Linked DNA regions of Gossypium hirsutum: region 2 is linked to region 1. A link is a contact called in public Hi-C data. All regions are on one chromosome and are shown on one strand. The core of a region is the stretch at or near the end of the contact, and the rest is flanking DNA. Distances in the headings are between cores, read along the strand shown.

Region 1 (4,055 bases), core at 195-2,694:
GAACTAACCACCCGATTAAGGGTGAAATAGCACAATAAAATACTTAAATATAAATATTAAATTAGATAAATAATAACTCTAAATTATCATAAGCATAAACTTAAATTTTAATTTATATATAACTCTAACTTAAGTAAATAAAGTTTAATTATATAACCTTTAAAAACTATTTTGTATACTACTTTTTTTTTATTTTTAACTAATAAATCTAAATTATATTAGAATTATCACCATTTTTTTAATAAAAAAACCTACCATATACGCTTTTTAACTGATAAATCTAAATCTAAATTATATTATAATTATCTCAACATTTTCTAATATAATTTCCGTAATTTATTTCTTTTTGCAACTTTTTTTAATTATATTAGAATTATCATAAATTTTTAATATTACTACCAATTAAAGCTATTAACTAACAAGAATGGTAGGGTTTTTGTTGCGTTATCTAAAAGTCAAATTCTAGATTTGTTCTTAAAAGTCGACAGCAGAATAATAAGAAATTCAAATATTAATAATAATAAAACACGGAAAGAGCTTTGCTTCAAATTCAGGAGTAATGTGATTACTGGTACAACTTAAGTAAAAAACAAATAAACAAAGCATATATGTAAAGCAACAATGACCCTTTGCTTTTCGATGATTTGGGAGAAAGGATATAAAGCAACAGAGAGGGTTTACATTACAATCAAAGATGAAATCATCAGCTAAAGCTGCAAAATAAATACAAAAGAATCCTTATCACTCTCAAAACACTTCTCTGTCAGCAACAGATAAGTGTAGCAAGTAATGTCACTTTCACTTGTGTTTCCCATTTTCTTGATTTGAGAGAATAAAAACTTAAGGATTCATTAAATCAATTTATTACTTTCTGGGGCACGTTAGAGAAAACTTGATAATGGTTTTTAGGGATCATCACCAATCAAATAAAATGATTGATGACACTCCACTCCAGCTTCTATGCTCATCTAGGTTGACATTTTTAACCCTACTCTTGTATGCGTTGGATGGAGAGGGAGGGTGGTCCTGAATCCAGAATATCGGTCCTTTTTTCTCCGACCACTCATCCAAAATCGCTTCACCTGGGTTTTTTATAGGCACACAAACCTTGTATCAGACAATTCAATGAATCGCCTTTTGGGGCAGGTACGGCTTCTGTCTTGTTTGTGGGGTATATAAATGGTAAATTCAATGCAAGAGAAACGGACGATAACTTGATATTAGAGCTTTTAATTTTCACATTCATTATTTAGAAATGAACCTACACAACAACAGATGCCAGATGACTCTCCCCACCTGGAGGTTTGGGTTTGGGCCAAAATGATGCACCCAGAGTCACAATTCTAGATAGGCTCTGCTTCTTCCTACGATAAATGGTTGGGCACACAGATGAGGCTAGATGGATTGGCATTGCCTACAATTTCCTACTCATTGGAGCATGCCACATGGTCTAATTAATGTTCTTCGCCACCAGACCTCGAATGCCCTTTTTGGAGATTTGGGCAGTTGTCACCAACCTTTACAAAGCTGCCCAACCGACCAAGCAGAATGCTCTGCTAATCATATTTCTAATAATGTTTTTATTTTAATTTTATAATGGTTAAAAAAATTTACAATCTTAACTCGATTAGAATAAGTATTATTGTCAATGAGAAGGACGTAGGTTCGAGTGTGTTAAAGCGCATTATCCTACTATTTATGGGTTGAGAATGGGCGATAAATAATTCTAGACATTGTGTCAAATACAACAGATATTATCAAAGTTTATAATGAGATTAGATAAATAAAATTATCACCTATATTTCTAATATTATTTTTTAAATTAATTAACTAAAATTATAATCATTTTTTAAATTTAATTTAAATGAGTATTGTTTTATTATTATCACTTATATTTGAATTTGAATATATTAAATTCAAATAAAAATAGGCCTCCATGTTTGTTGGGAGTCTGAAACCTTATAATATAATATAAATAGTTTTCTTACCTACGAAATATACGGGTTGATTTTACGTATTAATTAAAATAATATAACGAAGAAAACAAAAATAGAATAATATAAAATGTTTAATTTCATGGTGAGTTCATCAAATTAAAAGTAAACTAACTTTCACAATGCACGGATTTATCTTGTTAGATTTTAAAAATAAATTTCACAAATTCATAATTTTTTAATATATATAATATATTTATACATAATATAAACTTAGAAATTGAAAATAATAATAGATAAAAGAAATAGTAAACGTACAAAATCATTACTTCAATTTAATCAGGGGAGAGGTAGGTTAAAACAGAAAATTTTTCATTTAGGCCTCTTTATAATTTATAAAATTTTAAATTAATAATTATAAAATTACACTTTAACCTTTCAAAAATGATAAAAGGTTAATTTAATTTTTTCAAAATTATAAAGATTTAGGTTATTAAAATAATGAAATTATATTTTTACTATCACAAAAATATATAATTTAATTCCGGCCCCTAAAATTAGTTGAAAGACATATTCATTAACATTTTAGTTACAATGCAGTTATATGAATTTATTAAATATATTGGTAAAAAGGAGAAAGGCTAAGCCTTATTACAATATATGGAACTCCTATTGTATCACCAAGTAAATTTGATTGGTTAAGCAGATGATAAATCTTCACTTCCCAAGCCTTAGCCGCAAAGCTCACGAATATGCTTTGTAAATTAGTTTTCAATTTCATTATATTTATACTTGTAAACATTTTAAACCTATTTAAAAACATATTTAATCATGTAACTCCAAATACATGAAAGAATTGATGCACTCCTTCTTGAATTCTAAGTAACACTAACTTCAATTCTCCACTTTTACAGGAAATGGAAATGAACGGTGTTGAAGACATCATTTATAGCTTAATACAATCTTCAAAATGATGGCAAATATATATAAATCGCAATTTAAAACTATCACATTCTTTTCAATGGAAATGGATTATCATTTGCTTATGCTTAAAACAACAAACTTCTTTTTATATATAATAATATTAGGAGTAGGGGTTGGGGATAATAACGATTTAAACCAGTGCCAAACGAGTACCTGACAATAATTTTTTGTTGGAAAATATTGACATCACATACATAATAAGGGTAATTACATGTTATTATTTACTATCATGATAGGTTAGCCCAAATTAAAAGTGATCTAATTTGGTTAGAATTTTATTGGACTTTAATTATTAAATAAAGTATGGGTCAAATATGTGTAGATACTCTAGTAATTGAGTTCTAATTAAATTTAATTAATGATAGGCTAATTAGAATTTAATTAGAACTAATATGCAAGGTTATAAATATTAGGGTTATGATCCCCAAATTATACACAATATATATTTTCTAATATCCCATCATTAGGAAAAAGAGAGCAGATATTATCTGAATTTCTTGTGTGCTAATTTGGAAGATCAAATCCCTAAGATCCAATAAAACTTTAAGGAATTCATGGATTTAGGTACGCTTCCGCATCTAATTTTGTTCTTAATTTATTCTTGATAATTTGACATGATAGATCCTGGTCTATTAAGTTTTATTTCAAATTTATTTTACAAATTCTAACAAGTGGCATCTGAGCCTCCTCATATCGAATCATTGAGAATTGATTAAGGTTCTTTTGAATAATTGATTCTTGAAATTTCATGGGTTTATATATTGATTTTTGAATGTTTATATTAAAGTAATTTTTTTAAGATCTTGATTATCTTGAATTCATCTTAAAATTTTCGGGTTTTGTTTTAATTTTTTAATTTGAATGATTTTTGAATTGATGAATTCAATTACAAAAATTTTTGTGTTTTAATCTTTTTCTTGCGATTCAATTGTTTTCTTTATTCATGATTTGTGCTATTGTATTTGCAAAATCATGTTTTTGTCACTTTGTGCCTTTTCTTTGAAAGCATTATATTTTTTTTATTTTTTTAATGGTATAAGGAATTTATTCTGATGTTAAAAAAAAAGGTTAACATATACGCATGGCTTAATTCTTTAATATATATTTTATTATAGATAAATATATAATATATGCATG
Region 2 (4,235 bases), core at 1,181-3,680, 62 kb after region 1:
ACACCCCAAAGAAAGTAATTCAAGAGCTGGAAACTGCCAAACAGGAATACATCAGAGCTACGTTTGGTGTCCGCAAAGACCTGAAAATTCTGTTACCAAAGCTCGTGGAATCATTTGCAAAGGATTCGAGTTTATGTCAAGCTGGTATTATCGAAATGGTCCAACAATCTTTGCCTGAGTCGCTTCGTAGGAGCATTAGAAAATGCCAGGTAGGCAAATCCCGCAAGAGCATAGAATGGAGTCCTCACGATTTTACCTTCAGGTATCTAATATCTAAAGAACTAGTAAGATGATTGGCTATATGCATCAATGGCATGGTGCTTGGGCTTTCCATTTTGTAAGATTTCACATTTTTCCTTGTACAAAGTTGAAATGGTAGGGTATATTTGTAATGTAATTGTTATTAGGCTGTGTAATGAATGTGCATTAAGGCTTGTATACGGTTATGATGTGAGCACTTCTTTGCAAATCATTTCAAGCATCTATTTCTCCTCCTCCCCAACCTTTCTGGAATGCCTGAACTATTGAATCTTCTGCTGTGCTAAAAGGGGAAGTTTCAATGAGGACCAAGGGTGGGGTTTTTGTGTTCTGTTGCAAGCAAAACTTTAACTTTGTTACCATTTATGGGACAAATGATGGTGTCAGTGACTTGTTGCAGTAGATGTATATGACTAACATTGTTTTATATAAAAGGAATAAAAGAGGCCAAGGCATACATTGCAAACAGAGAACCCATTTTGTTCACTTGGCACGTAGCGAGCAGGCCTGTCGGCATTGGCTAATTGAGAGGTCCAGCCCAGACTATGTTCATGTGCCAACGCAACTAAGTCTTACTTAAAACCATTCAGATTTCAAAACTAGTTAATCCAATTTCTTGGCCGGTTTAAGTTATACTCCACTAGAGTCACTCTCAACTAGCCACTTGATTAAACCGGACTAAAGCTTTATACAGTCATGAACCTCGGCATGGTTGAGAGGCCTGTTGGCATTGGCATTGTAGATTAGACAATTAAACATGTACTGAAAGGGTATATCAACCTCGCTTTAGTTTAGATGACAGTCAATAGGTCTAAGATCGATCTCTGTGGTTTCTTCCTGGTTTTGTTATTAATATAAGGTCTCAAGGATGACTACCTGTTGAGCATCATAATCTCTGGTATGTATGTTAAAAAATTAAAATTCCCAACACCCTAATAAATTCCTTTTGAATTGAAATCAAATTAAGGCTACTGCAAAACTATGATACATTAGTTGGAATGGCTCTGAAAAATATGTAGGTGGCTTGACAGAAGGCAGAACTGCTGGTTCTGTGTAGTTCTAGCAATTCATTTGCCTTGGTTGTGTTTACAATTTTATACAAGTATATAATATTAAGCTTCGAAGGGAACGAAAATGGCGATGAACCCAATAACCAGTCCCAAACAAATGATAGAAGGACAATGCAAAAGCAACCAAAACGGCTGGTGAAGATTGAGAAATGAAGTCTTAGAGCTGAGCATAGCAATAGGCCATGACAAGTTGCCTTCAGTTCTAAATTCCAAGGAGCTGGAAAGGTTGATGAACCGGCTAACAAAGTTAGATGGAGATGGCTACTAGTACTTTCCTAAAGTGAAAAACACCAATCCAATCGAAAACCGTTGACTTTTCCAATCTATTTCAGATAATATTAGTCACCTTTATGAAAAAAGAATTGCAAAAAGCATTAGCCAAAAAAAAAAAATTCCCTGAATTAACCTGCAGATGAACATGTCGAATGTTACCACCCTGATCATCACCTGAGAATGAGTTTAGAGCGGCTTGAGGAGAGGTCAACACTGTATCTACCAAGGCCAGCACTAGCTTTAATGGCGAGAGAACACAAGTCTGGCAAGGTAAGGGGTTTATGAGATTGGGAGAGTGGCAACAAGAAGTAGATTTGTCCAGGTTGAAGGTCCTCATCAGCAGGCATTTGAGGCACACAAGTACCGATGGACATCGACTCTGAGCTGCAGAGGAAGCAGTCGGGGTTGAGGGAAATGATGTTGTTGGCTTGGATTGATTGCCTGAACTCTTGGACACGACCATCCATGTGAACCACCGTGGCTGCCATCGATGACCGTTTGGTTGCGCTCGATGATCCTCCTCCTCCTCCTACTGTTTTGCCTGGTTTTGAGGTTGAAGTTGAGGATACACAGGCACCCATTTAGGCTTCTCTAACAATTCTTTTTTATTGGTGTGTTTGAGGGAAGGCTAGAAAAGAGTTTGATGGAGAGGGCATCCATTACATTTATATATATGGGTAGTTTTTATATTATTAATTGTCGATGATATGCCTGCCTGGATGCAATACTTGGGGGAAATATTATGTAAAAAATTTCCCCAAATGAAATTTGATGTAAAGTGTGAATTTAAGTTGTTAGATACCGAAACCTCCGTAGTGACAAGAATTTCAATCCCAGTGCGACTTAGCTCATAGTCCCTTTTCTATGGACAAATGTCAGTCGTTGAATTATACACAGTATTTTAAGTACTACAAAATTCCTAAACCCTTAAATATAACTTTTAATTTTAAATTAAAAATATTCCAATGGCTAATAACCCTTAAATAAAATCTTGAATACAAAAAAAAAAGTTTTATTTTCTATTTGATTGTGTATTAAATGTGCTTAAGTATTTTTTTGTGTTTTCCTGGTAAGAAAATTACAAGCCACTAAGGTCACTTCATAATGCAAATTAAAGTCACATTTGGCATAAAAGCCAAAAGGCAACTCACCGGCACTTTATTTTGTCTTCTAGTTTTCTGCGTCATGCCCATATATGTATTAGGTACACACTTCAACAAATTAACCCTAACTTCAGTTCCATTCGCTTTGGTTTTATTTTTTAAATAATTTGTTTTGATTCTATTTTAAAATAAGTTTTGTACAAGATTTTTGAAGTTTTTTAATTTCACAATATATTTTTATATAATATTTTTTAATTATTTTAAATATAAAATATTTATTTTTATATCGTAAAAATTAAAATTTAATCTATTGTAATTATGAATTTTTTTAACTTGTTAACCAAGACTATTTAAAACACAACAATTTAGATCGATTTTCGATTTCTCAATTTCTTTTCCCAGCCTTACAACAAATTGCCAAATCTTAAGCGTTTTATTTTCTAATTTAATGCATTTAACATATCTAATTATTTTTGAGAGATTATATTTTTAGAATTTAAATCTACGTATTTACAATCTCATTCATTATTTTCAAAATATGATATCATGATAATTAATATCGTGTGGGTAAATATATTTATTAGTATAATTTCAGATTTATGACTAATTTTGCATATACATAAATTATTTTTTAAAATATTTAACATAAAAATAATTTAATGGTTAAATTTGAATCCCATCTCACAAGTAACTTTATGCACAATAACAAAAATAGTGCACAGTTTGAAAAGGATAATCTATGCCCACTATCCACTATGTTCATATCTTGTTTGACAAAATAGGGAAAAAGGAAACCGTGGAAAAGGCAAAATGAATGTGGTCCATTTATTTATCTTATTATATAATAAATTTTGACAATCTCATTTGAAAGCTTCAATAATTAATTGCTTCTTTTTTTTTTAAAGAAATTAGAAATTAGATATCAAAATCAAACAATTAATTATAATTTGGACCAAATACCTAAATAATATCATTCTTAAATTATTGGTACCTTGAAGTCCAAGCAAGGTTCAAAAGATTTTTTTTTTCCTGCTAATGGAAAGTGAAATCCCATTGAATCAGCATAACCCAAAGTCCATTTTCTAATGCTATGATGTTTCCCTATATAACTAATGGGCAGCAACAAATTGAAAGCTATATATCTGTTCAGTCATTTTCAAAAATAAAAATAAAATAAATAATGGATTCCCCCTTTTCATTAATTTATATTTTTAAGGGAAAAATTCTCTTTAGTACCTCTTAGTTTCAATATTAAGCAAATTAGTCCCTTATAAAAAAAATTTAAAATAATTTGATCCCTGTCAATTTTGAAAGTAAGCAACCAAGGACAATTAATCACAACTATCAGTTGTACATATTATTTATTGGTATAATAATAAATTTAGTTACATATTTTGTAAAGTTAGCCTTGATTTAATAAACTTAGTCCACAATATTTATATGTTTTAAGAATTTGATCTTGATTTAACAAATTTAGCTTGTAACATTTACACATTATGTCAATATTTATACAAAATGTATAAATATCAAA

The links. A called contact is a pair of places that touch in the nucleus more often than the background predicts.
Region 2: a contact with region 1 is called in a Hi-C map of leaf, with 1.9 times the contacts expected there. The contact joins the promoter of LOC107925686 here to the enhancer-like site in region 1. A contact is called at or near these places in 11 of 34 Hi-C or Micro-C datasets (anther, callus, fibers and 3 more).

Annotation. Positions count from the first base shown.
Region 1 is chrA12:17,276,552-17,280,606 of Gossypium_hirsutum_v2.1, forward strand. No RefSeq gene overlaps it. Among protein-coding and RNA genes, the nearest start is that of LOC107925663, 54 kb to the right of the region's middle. Within about 2 kb of position 1,445, at least 5 of the 9 cell types and tissues checked have an H3K27ac peak or open chromatin away from gene starts, as enhancers often do. A contact at or near this core is called in fibers and leaf, where this site is marked.
Region 2 is chrA12:17,337,138-17,341,372 of Gossypium_hirsutum_v2.1, forward strand. It overlaps LOC107925686, which reads right to left and starts at 2,431. Exons shown (of 2, transcript XM_016856404.2): 1 at 1,776-2,431; 2 at 1,199-1,674. The coding sequence starts at 2,182. The coding sequence ends at 1,671. It overlaps LOC107925663, which reads left to right. Exons shown (of 12, transcript XM_016856376.2): 12 at 1-472. The coding sequence ends at 293.